Linked DNA regions of Gadus morhua: region 2 is linked to region 1. Evidence: chromatin contacts called from public Hi-C data. All regions are on one chromosome and are shown on one strand. The core of a region is the stretch at or near the end of the contact, and the rest is flanking DNA. Distances in the headings are between cores, read along the strand shown. Region 1 holds the start of rapgef1b (Rap guanine nucleotide exchange factor (GEF) 1b). Region 2 holds the start of dolpp1 (dolichyldiphosphatase 1).

What was found. Hi-C and Micro-C count contacts between places; a contact is called where the count stands out from the background.
Region 2: a contact with region 1 is called in a Hi-C map of gill, with 4 times the contacts expected there. The contact joins the promoter of dolpp1 here to the promoter of rapgef1b in region 1. A contact is called at or near these places in 2 of 6 Hi-C or Micro-C datasets (blood and gill).

Annotation. Positions count from the first base shown.
Region 1 is chr19:2,480,376-2,486,361 of gadMor3.0, forward strand. It overlaps rapgef1b (Rap guanine nucleotide exchange factor (GEF) 1b), which reads right to left and starts at 3,323. Exons shown (of 27, transcript XM_030341452.1): 1 at 3,014-3,323. The coding sequence starts at 3,041.
Region 2 is chr19:2,648,400-2,654,462 of gadMor3.0, forward strand. It overlaps dolpp1 (dolichyldiphosphatase 1), which reads right to left and starts at 3,995. Exons shown (of 8, transcript XM_030341976.1): 1 at 3,858-3,995; 2 at 3,108-3,208; 3 at 2,871-2,955; 4 at 2,676-2,775; 5 at 2,030-2,128; 6 at 1,329-1,457; 7 at 1,062-1,151; 8 at 1-801. The coding sequence starts at 3,933. The coding sequence ends at 765. miga2 (mitoguardin 2) reads right to left here. Exons shown (of 16, transcript XM_030342009.1): 16 at 6,063.

The DNA of each region.
Region 1 (5,986 bases), core at 2,073-4,572:
CTACCAGACTCTCGTACTTCACTTTATTTAATTTCATTTGTACAGAGAGTCTGGACCTAATCAATTGACAAACGTTAACTCACTTGAAGGCGGGTGTCTGTTGAAGTTTAAAATGATTGGATCTGCCCAGTGCCACTCTGGATCTGCCATAACCAATCGCTAACGTTTGGTTGTGACTTATGTCATGCGCCGGGAATCACGCGCAGGTTGTGCACAAACCAAACACCTTGCGCGTCTGCACGAAAATGTCCGTCAACGACAGCTGCAGGTTTTGTTCGTCGAATTTAATTTATCAGGGAAAAATTGCACATTGTAAATCAACTACCGACCTACAACAACAACTCAAACTGCCGTACGACTTTATCGTCATTGTTCTCAGACACGCCCTCTGTTCGCTGATTGGTGGCCGCTGTGGCGGCACCAGAAAACCAAATTACATACAGCAGTTCCAGACCTAGTACTGAAGGGAAATTCAAATTGAGCGGAAGTACTTAGGCGGGCAGAGCCAGGCTACAAGTAAGGCACAGAATCAATGAAATAAAAACCTACAACCTCGGAATGAACCTGTTTGCAATTTTTTTTTTTACAAACGTGTCAAATGATCTTTCATATCACCTTTTGAAAATAGATAAAATATGTTAAAAAGAAAAAAAATACTGTACACCTAGATGCTCCACCTGTATTCAACCGATCAGGATCTGTTTGGAGCAATGTTTTACCTGGTTTTAGATTAAGGCTTATACCTTTGTTACTTGGGGTACAGCGTTTTGCAAATAATACCAATGCAAACAATACAATAGTGTATCATTATAATTCAGATATCAATTATTATACTGCTAAAAGGCTGAACAAACACAGTTCAGCCAAATACACACTAATGCCTCGCACTTCAAACATTCTCCACCCAGTTCATTTTCCCACTATGGAAGGAAGTGCTGGGATGTGAGATTGGCTTCCTGCTGTTGTTGTTAGCATTCGAGTAAGACCACCACAGGCACAAAATTGCAACCATCACAGTGATGGAGTACTCTCTCTCTGTGTGTGTGTGTGTGTGTGTGTGTGTGTGTGTGTGTGTGTGTGTGTGTGTGTGTGTGTGTGTGTGTGTGTGTGTGTGAGACCATCTAATAGTCAGATAAAAATGGCATCCTGGAGAATAGCATCCATTGCAGAGATACTGTGAGCCAGTTTACTCCTTATAAAGACAATGAATGAGGTGGTGAGGCAGGCCAGGAGGTAGGCTTATGAGGCAGCATGCTTACAGCCAGGTATTTTAAATGACTACCCATTATGACAAATATGCAGTAACTTTGGCCAAGGCAGATAGTACGGTCATTAGCAAGAAGATCCTCACTAGTTGAAGTCTATATCAATAAACAAAGTTGATATTATAGAATAAAAATGTCTTTCCACGTTTCAGTTGCCACTTCATATTGGTCTTGAGAGTTTAAACAATTGAGCTGTGTGTGAGTTACCCCAAGACTGTCCGATTTTAATTCAACTAGAACCCAAAATGAATGGGAGCCTTTCAACCGTGATTACTTATCTGAAGAATATGCATTCATGCAACTCATCAGTTATGGAGAGGATCAAGGGATGCATCCAACTATACAGACTAGTCGTATGTTTTCCAGCCTTAACACACTTGTCAACTCACAAGACCATATAGGAAAATATTTATTCAGGCAAATATAGGGGTCTTCAATGTCTTTACAACTTGATAATTGCGGATAAGAATATTGGTTAACAATACTGATTTTGGACTATCATCTGTCAGCACAGACGCACACATCGGAAACTTCTGTCTACCTAGAGAATAATGACTTGGATGGCGTGGATGACACTCCTCCCGCGTGCTAGGGCATCTGTGTGTGTGTGTGTGTGTGTGTGTGTGTGTGTGTGTGTGTGTGTGTGTGTGTGTGTGTGTGTGTGTGTGTGTGTGTGTGTGTGTGTGTGTGTGTGTGTGTGTGTGTGTGTGTGTGTGTGTCCGACCCAGGACTGTGAAGCGAAGCGGAGAGACAGCTGGTGGGGTGGGAAGTATAGCTGGCCAGGATAAAGTTTCCCTCTGAACGTAAACCCAGGCAACCCTCTTGTTTCCACCCCTCATTTAATGAATTCTGCCTTAGCCACTTAACCATCATTCCCTGGTTTCAGGGTGAACGACAAATCACGTCCATCCAAAAATACTCAACGAATGACAAACACTTCGCAATGATGCCACGTGCACAAATCTGAAATCAATACACGCACGCATCAACTCCTTGGGCGTGAACGCGTCAGAACTCTGGTGGAGTGGCAGCCGAGCTAGCTAGCAGCACCATTAGCTGGTCCAGTGCTAACCGTTAGCTGGTCCAGTGCTAACCGTTAGCTGGTCCAGTGCTAACCGTTGGCTCGTCCAGTGCTAACCGTGAGCTGGTCCAGTGCTAACCGTTAGCTGGTGCTAGCCGCCGTTACTAGGTGACCCTCTGTGTTAACGGTATGCTTCCTTTCAGGCGTTGGGAGCCTTTAGTAAACGAGTGTTTACGTGGTGATCCGGACCGCATCAGTTCACCACCATTAGCACCAGTCTACCACCATTAGGAAATGGGAATAGAGCAGGACTTACTTATTCTTCAGACTATCATCCAGAAACATTGTAAGAGGGCAATTTAATTTATTTAAAGCAAGCTAAAAGCAGATGAATGCTGGGGAAGTGGGTAAAATGTTTATATCACAATTCACTGCTCAGCTTGTGTTTAAAACATTAGACCTTCATTAGTTTGAATCAGGGTTAGATAACCAGCCAGTGTTGAGCTGGTTACAGTCAGAGATCAACGTCAACAGCCCAGAGACCATTTGTTGGGTAGAGATCACACATACAGATCAGAACAGTAGCCCTGAGGTACGGACACGTAGTCTGGTTGTGATCTAACTGAAGCTCCATCTCCCGTCCCCCCGGTGGTAACGGTCTGACCCGGGACCGGGCGGAGGACCCGTCCCACCGGGGATAACGGGCGGGCGGCGGACCAGGACCTACCTTGCTTGCTCTCTATTTTCCCCGACATCTTCGCAGCCAGCAGCTGTGATTCCACTCGCAGTTCAGCGGTCGGCTGCCCAGCTCCAGATCCTCCGTGTTATCCTCGTGACTAGTCCCTCATCCTAGACGGTATCGGTCCATGAGAAAAGGGTACCGGAACGGAGGGAGTCGGTTTGCGGGGCGACACTCATTGATCCTGGGAAAATGTGACCAAGTCCGTCTCGGGGTGATTTTCTCTGAATACTCTCACTACTAGAACCGAGACTTGAACCCGGTCGGCCAGGGTAGCACGGCCCGGTACAACAGCGCCTCCTGGCGGGAGGAATGGGCTACTTCGTGTTGTCGCCATAATGGGATGGAGGGGTAGGGTTTCAATACCAGTCCAGATGCGCATGCGCTGTGTGCGTCAGAGACGGCAAGACCACAATAATAATAATTATGTCAGACATGAGTGTATCAATATTGTATTATTTAAACGCCTCGTACGGAGCCCCCTAAGGGTCTTGGTGGGGGTTTTGCCTTTGAAATAGGTTTTAAACCATTGGCGAAACGTTGACAAAAAGGATGCCTTGTAACTACCGTAGGTTAACAAAGAGCTACAACATAATCCTAACCAAAACAAGCCATCTACCGAGGTGGAGAAATAACATTGTTACGTACAGCCGGCTTTGAGACGAATGTTCAGGGACCGTCTAAGGTGCAGCACCCGAACGAGATACTCCCAAATATCACTGTTATACAGTTTAGTACCACACTACCTCCACCCCAGCCCCGTACTTCTACCCAGGCCACAGACCGTACAGCCACCCCAAGCCCTGTACTTCCACTAGGCCACACTACATCCACCCCAGCCTTGTACCTCTACCAAGGCCACAGACCGTACTTTCACCCAGGCCACTCTACCTCCACCCCAGCCACGTACTTCCACCCAGGTCACAAAACCTGCAACCTAGCCCCGTACTTCCACCCAGGGCGGAATTCCAGGTGAGCTTATTGTCAACCAATGCAATACCAATCTACAAGACCAACATAACACTAAACCAACCACTCAGTTTAGTTACTAATTAACTTTGTCAATTGTATCACTTCTTTACGTTTATTTCCTCCCCTCTTGTCTATTTCTATACTTAAAGCCTACTATTACATAGCAAACCACCCCACACTATACTACACTGTAAACTGTATAGCATTCCACACCCAAATTAACTGTATCACAATAATGTAGCATCTTTCCCTTGTCACATTGCACCTCGCTGGCCCCATTGGGTTCCTCCATTGACCAGGAAAAAAGGTGGAGGAAGTTGAATCCTTCAGCCCAGCTTTCCTATTTCATATCTGCCAAAGAAGGTAAAATGCTTCAGGTGGTCAATCGGACTAAAGAACAGCTCCCAGGACATTCCTCTGGCATATCAAGGAGAGGGAGGCGTGCCCTGACTGCTTATTATGAATAATTGATCAAACTGGCAGAATGATCTGCATTCCTTGAGTGATCTGGGTCACCTAACGCCCATGATGCCCTGCAAAACATTTGAAAGTTAAGGAGAACGTCTCTTCTTTTATTCTGAGTGTTTTTGTACATCTTTATGCTGAGTTTTATTTTCTCAACATTATCTACCTCTAATCTTATCAGAGCTAAGGGTTAATATTTACTTTAGCTATGACTGCCCACTATGCCCACATAAACGGTAAAAGATAAAAGGGTGTGCGTGTGTGTGTGTGAGTGTGTGTGTGAGTGTGTGTGTTTGTGTGTGTGTGTGTGTGTGTGTGTGTGTTTTTGTTTGTGTGCGTGTGCATACGTGCGTGCGTGTGTGTGCACGTGCATTCGTGCTTTGTTAGGATAAGTGTGTGCGTGTGTGTGTGTGTCTCTGTGTCCGTGTGTGCAAGCATCCATGCAGTGTTAGGATTAGTGTGTATGTATGTGTGTGAGTGTGTGTGGGGCGGGGGGGGGGGGGGGGGGGGGGGGGGGGGGGGGTGGGGTAGGGTTGGTTTGTGTGCGTGTGTTTATTAATGATATTTTCTATATACTTCCTCTTCAGTAGCACTCGATCTCTACAGTCAAAAAAAGCAAAAAATGCTGTTGACAGTTGACGCCAACTTATATACTTGCACTAATAACAAATCACTGAAGCAAATACACAGGTATTTAGGATGACCTTGTTTTCACAAGAAAGACTGGAAATCGAGGCTGCGGGAGGCTACAATACATGAATATGCATTCTGCTTTCAGTGCATTTCCTCTATCTGCCAAAGGGGGGTGCTCACGGTCTGTTGATGTTTTTGTCTGTCGGCGCATGTCTCCCTCTAATATCTGGAAATGATCAACTCAAATGTATAATGGATGCCTCTCAAAACAAGGTGCAAAAATTTATCCTTTTTGATAAAAAGTTAAATATACATCAAGAAGCCATAAAACTAGGACATCGAATAAACAAAGTAGGTCTACGATTTGTGGGCTAACAAAAACAAATAGCAGAATATGTTGTTATGATTCTTTAGTCACAGTACATTCATATCAAATATAAAACCACGAAAGTAAGGCGCAAAAAAAAACCACCACATAAAAATAGAAGATTTCTTAAAAATCAAAGATCATCAGATGTCTTACTTTAGTCCTGGTCCTGACATATCAATGCACCACAAGGCAATATCCGGGACAAATGTGAATAAGGAATCTAAATCTAAAGCTGGGGCTTATGAAGTATTAGGATAACAAAATAAATAAAGTAGTTCACAAGTTGTGGTAGACTTTAGTGGTCGATCCTCCGGCGCACGAAAGAAAGAGGTGAGAACTATTACGGCGGTTAGCTGAGCGGCAGTTAGCTGAGCGGCGTTTAGCTGAGCGGCGGTCAGCTGCGCGGCGGTCAGCAGAGCGGCGGTCAGCTGAACGGCGGTGAGCTGAGCGGAGGGCCGTGTGAGAGGAGGAGAGGGCATGTGACGCAAGCTCAAACCCATTTTAAGGCTGCACTTTACCCT
Region 2 (6,063 bases), core at 2,745-5,244, 170 kb after region 1:
AGAAAGACCTAATACACAATAGTACTTAAGTGTACACTAAATGGACATTGCTTGCAAATCAGCTTTGGAACCGAACAAAGGGCCGACGGTTCCAGAAACAGACAGGTATAAGAGGGGCCTCTAACTAGTGGTAGACTGAACGTAGAAATGTCAAAGCCCAAATGGTATTTTTGCTTCAAATCTTAACCAAATTTATGTTTCTATTATACAATGAAAAAGACATGGTAATACCACTCAAAACCAACCCTCGCCATGACCAAATCAGACCCACATCAACCACCCCCCTCCCCAAGCACATTTAACCCATTATTTAAAATTAAATACCCAGCTATCCACCTTAAATAGAAAACAAAATGGATCAACAATTACATGCTGTAATGACACCCACCAATTTGCTTGAGTCTTGACCAAAGACCTTTTTGGGCGCCTTGCATCTTACAGTACGAGGCTTCTTGTCAGCGTGCATTTACAGTTAAAATATATATTAATCTATCATTAAATAGTATGCCTCTTGGAAACAGTCTTGCATGCATGAGAGAGCATCTAGGCAAGCTGTGGGAGAACGAGAGGCTATGAGTACGCTCGGGGGCCCCAAGGTCCCGGGGCCAGTCCCACACCTGGAAACGCTTTGGCTCTCCTCAATACCCCCTCAGTCCCAGAGAGGGCCCCGATGTGCTCCTCCACTGAGCGCTGGTCTGTGTCTGTGTGGGTCATTGTGTGAGTGTGTGCTCTTAACTGCAGTTTCAAAATGAGATCATTGGAGATCACTGAAGTTTTGTTCCAAGTTTTCGTTGCCTGTTCCTAGACAAATGATTTAGAAAAAAAAAAAAAAGGAATTAAAACCCAGAACACATGAAGAACAGCATTGGGATTCCTTCAGGCCCAATCCCATTTCTACCCCTTACCCTTACCACTCCCCCTTGTTTTGAAGGGGTAAGCCCCTTGTTTTGAAGGGGCTTACGCCTACCCCTTACCCCTTCAAAACAAGGGGGAGGGGTAAGGGGTATGATTGGGATTGGGCCTTAGTGTGTGACAAAGTGCATGCATTCCACTTATCTTACCTGGCCTCTGATCTGGTCACTGTGTACTCAAACCATAAGATATTTGGGATAAGGCTTGTGTCTCGCACCAGGAAGTACTCGGATATCGGCCTACGAGTTAAAAAAAAATAAGAACTATTAAATGATCGCACAGCGAGAAGAAATATGCCAATTTTATTCTTCTACAACCGATTTATTCTCATTAGAGACATGTAACAGAAAAAAGGTATGCGTGTGGATGGGAGCGAGTGAAAAAGAAAGGAAAACAGGTTATGGGTCCAATCTTACCAAGCAGCTATTTTAGGGAATATTGGCGTCAGGACCTCTTGTGTGAAGAAGAACCAAGTGATGCCGATGGCACTGCCAGCCACGCCCCCCCAGAATACCTGACTCCAGGTGTGATACAGCAGGTAGACTCTGTAGAGAACACACAGCTTGTACCAAATACTGAACATATGGAGGTGGAGGATGTGCTTTAGAGACAGTTTCTAACCAAATCATATCCACATTATGAAGGAGTATGAAGAAGCCAAATGTTTGGTGGATAGGAAAAACTATTTAAACTGGATAGGAAAACTATTTAAAACAGGATGACTCCAGTTTGTACCACAACATTTAGAAATGATGGTGGTCAGAGGAGTCCGGTGAAATCTTGGCGAGTAACAGAAAGTAAAAGAGGGAAACACCCATAGCAGCCGTCGACCACTGTACAAACCCCTCTCACATACACATGTTAGAGGAACCTACACATTCATTCATTTCAACTATTTTTCTTTTATAGTTGAACACGTGGTTTGTACTTGAGGAAGTGGAAGTATTTAGTCAGATCGCAATCTGATTTCATCTGTTAAAGATGAAGTAGCATTACTTTACAGACATTACCGTTTCTGCCTAAGGAGAATTAATACCATTTAATGCAATTTAAAACGACTTGTAATGACCAAATCATCCCATTTGAAGAAATGTTAAAAGAAAGGGAGAAACCATACCTGCTGTAGGAAACTAATAAGGCCACGCCCAACAAGACGATGGACAGGATGTGCCTCCAGAGAAGGTCGACACACCGAGCATTGTTTGTTTGATGCATTCTGGGGACAAGAAACAACTAAACTTGACACCAACATAACAACTCCTGTTCCACTGAACCAGTTCCGGTGTCGACAGGATAGTAAGCAAACCAGAAGTGCAGTAACAAAGAGCATGAGAGTACAGTATGGAAACAACATAACCTCAAATATAAAGAAATACAAATTGAACATAGAAGGTATGTACATTGAACTATTAGACAATTTAGCAGATGCTATATCAGAAGCTACAGGAATTCAGATACACGTCACTTAGGAGCTGGTATGAGTCATGCATCTTGCACAAGGACGCCTACAGATCAAACATTAAGAATCAAACACTGAACCTTTGGCAGAGAGCCCGTTGAACCCTACCCTCAATCTAACCTGACTCATGTCATGCATTGCTTGACTCAAAATAGTTTAATTAAAGTTTCAAGGTTATCCATTTTGACCAAAGCATTGTTTAAGTCAAATCTTTGGACTTTGTGACACAATGCCATCAGCTTTCCGCGTGAACAGAGCAACCAGCACAGCTCCAATGATAAAATAAACTAATGATGAAACTCACCTTAAATAAAGGAAGAGAAAGAAATACACAACAAAGAACCATATGAGCTGAGAGTGACTAGAAGGCATCCCATAGTCCGTGTTCAGAGTAGTATGCGCCCCTAGAAGTAAAAAATAAAACAGTACACATTTTGTATGAGATGACATCCAGATGGACTGTGGTACTGGGGATGCACCACTCGGCCAAAGTATTTACCTGCACATGGGCGTGGCTCCTTAATAATGTGCTTCAGTAGCCAGTTCACCACTTCATTTAGGATGAGTCCACCGAAAAACGAAATCTATAGAAGGATAATGGAACACAATTACCTTCTTTTCCGACCTTGCCCTCTAGAGAACTGGCCTGATTAGCCCGGGCTCTTCACAACTAGAGTCATCAGGAAAATGACTAATTTTACCGTGAAATCTCTGATGAATTCTAAGTCAAACTTACCGTGTGCAGCTCTCGTTTGAACATTATGAGTGTTACAAAGCCCACCAGAACTGCGATGGGGAACAGACTAATGTAGGCCAGCACATGTCCAGTTAGGTCGTCTGAAAGGGATGGACACAATATTTAGTGAGTGAAGGACCCTTTTGGTAAAAGAAGATCAAGACCAACACGCATTTGCCAAAATGACAGCAATTGAACAGCATATACGTGGACAACGACAAACACAAAATAAATGTAGTCCATATATTCTAATTGCAAGTCAAGCCAGTTAATGCCAAGAACTCTTCAACGAATTCGTAACTTGGTAGTCGTTGCAGAAAACATGGTTTGAGCAAGTTATTACTTTTCTCCAGTTGTGCATCCTCTGTGTTGTCAGTTATTTGTCATCCAGTTTTACACAATACAACTTTAATAAAACAGCAAAGTATGTCAAAGCACAAGCTGGTCGGAATGATTTGCTTTGTCTACCAGTCAACTATTACATCAACCAATTCCAATCCAACTGTCCAAATTAACCTAGCTAACTTGATAGCCATCATTGTGGATGTATGATCAAGTGCGCATGCGGCATTGGCTCACAATTGTGCAGCCTAGGTTATATCCTCTGTTCAACCTATTGCTTTCAACGGCCTCATTATTTGGCAACGTACTGACGACAATGTCCATACGCTAGTAAATTATCCAAGATACTAACAAAATGAACTTACATTAAAATAAATAATGAATAAATTAAAGATTGAGTCAACATACCTTTTGGAAACTCTACATGTGTAAGAGATATTGACCGCCATTGAGGTGGTGCCGAGCACTGCTCTTCCGACGCCATCTTACCCGGACACGACCGGGGATCACTGTGACGCGCGTGAGAACCACGTCGACCAATAGGGAGCCGCCTTCTGTTTTCAAACACCTTACGAAAGCAGTGGTTTTATCCAATCAGAGCAAGGTACTGAAAATGATCATTTTGCCCGTAGTCAAGAATTACTGAATGAACAAATAGTGGAATGAACCCCTATCGTTGGTTCCAGTTGTTTCTCGAATTGTATGCCTATGTTTTATTTGAGGATGATTGTATGACTTGAAGTTAACAAGAAAAGAATAAAAATATCGATATAATGAACGCAATTCATTACACTATTGAAAATGTAACACTGTTTTATGCCATAATAGTAATTTATGAAATTAACGATACCCTTTGTTTTAATTACACATTTAATATTGATTTATTTATTAAACAGAATCAGCCATTTTGCTCCACTACCAGATAGGCCATCCTAAGCAACAGTTTTTTTTTCTTTATGAATTACTACGAACTAATCAGAGTATAACATCTATGTTAGTTTATGATTATGTTCAAAGTATGCAAATTATTAGTTACATATTTAACTAAAAAAGTATAATATATTTTCAAAATTGCCTCTACTTTTTAGAAGTGGTTTGCATGTCACACGTAGAAAACATATATTAACATACCAAACAGATTGAATGATGTTTGATGGAGTGAAGATAAAACCATGAGAGAGAGACAGAAAAGAGTAACATGACAAAATCATAAGGCAGCCTCACCTAAAATCATAAGAGGGAGACTCACCTAACCTTAGACCTATTCAATTCAAGCCAGGGTCAACTCTTAGCAGAGCAGAGAGAAATAGATGTAAGTAAACAACAGCTGATTCCAAAATGTACAGCTGCGTCTTAACTTTGTCAGCTGCTCACCTTGTACACTGCCGGTGTAGAGATGTACATTTTAATACATTCAGTACATTCAGGGTTTAAATGTGGTCGATAGGGTTTACATGCTTAAATGTGGTCGATAGGGTTTACATGTTTTAATGTGGTCGATAGTGTTTAAATGTGGTCGATAGTGTTTGAATGTGGTCGATAGTGTTTAAATGTGGTCGATAGTGTTTAAATGTGGTCGATAGTGTTTGAATGTGGTCGATAGTGTTTAATTATGGTCGATAGTGTTTAAATGTGGTCGATAGTGTTTGAATGTGCTCGATAGTGTTTAAATGTGGTCGATAGTGTTTGAATATGGTCGATAGTGTTTAAATGTGGTCGATAGGGTTTACATGTGGTCCATAGTAGTGTTAAATGTTCTTTTCCCTCTCTCTCCACCTCATCCCTCACTCTCCACCTCAAGCTGGTGTGTGGTGAGCGTTCTGGCGCCGATTGGCTGCCGTGCATCACCCAAATGGGTGCTACATACTGGTGGTGGTTAGTGAGGTCCCCCCCCCCCCCCCCCCCCCCCCTTCACTGTAGGCGTCTTTGAGTGTCTAGAAAAGCGCTAAATAAATTTAATGATTATTATTATTATTATTTATTTGAAGAAATAATAGAATGGTATTAGCCGACATTCAAATAAATACATAATTAGGGACAAAATAAGACATTTCAAATCGATGATGTAAAAACATTGACATTGCTCATTTGATAGATTATGATACAAATGAATTGGAACAATAATGACAATAATCACTGGAACACAAAAACAATAATGCTAAACATACAGAATACAAATTGTACCATGTTTGGGTGCATTATTTCAAAATAGAAAGTCACAATCCTAAAGAGAGTTGTAGGGAACGTTCCAACACAACTATTCTGTTTTGAATAATATCTTTATATTACGGGGCAAATTAGTACAAGATATGACAAAAAGATTATTTTCTATTTTTACACACATGGATTATTATCTAAAGATGAAAATCCAAATGATGCAAGGGACACATGCAAAGCTGAATTAAATTTTCTTGAAACATCTGCTCTGGGCTTTTTGATTACGCAATCACTTAAGCAGTTTCTCACAAACATAATCCATTTTGTATATCATGTAAAATACCATTTTATGTATGATACGTACCCATATTGAACTTTTCAAAGATCATTAAAATACTTACAGTATTATAAATACAATAACAATAATGCGGGAATACAAGGAAAACAATACAAAAGT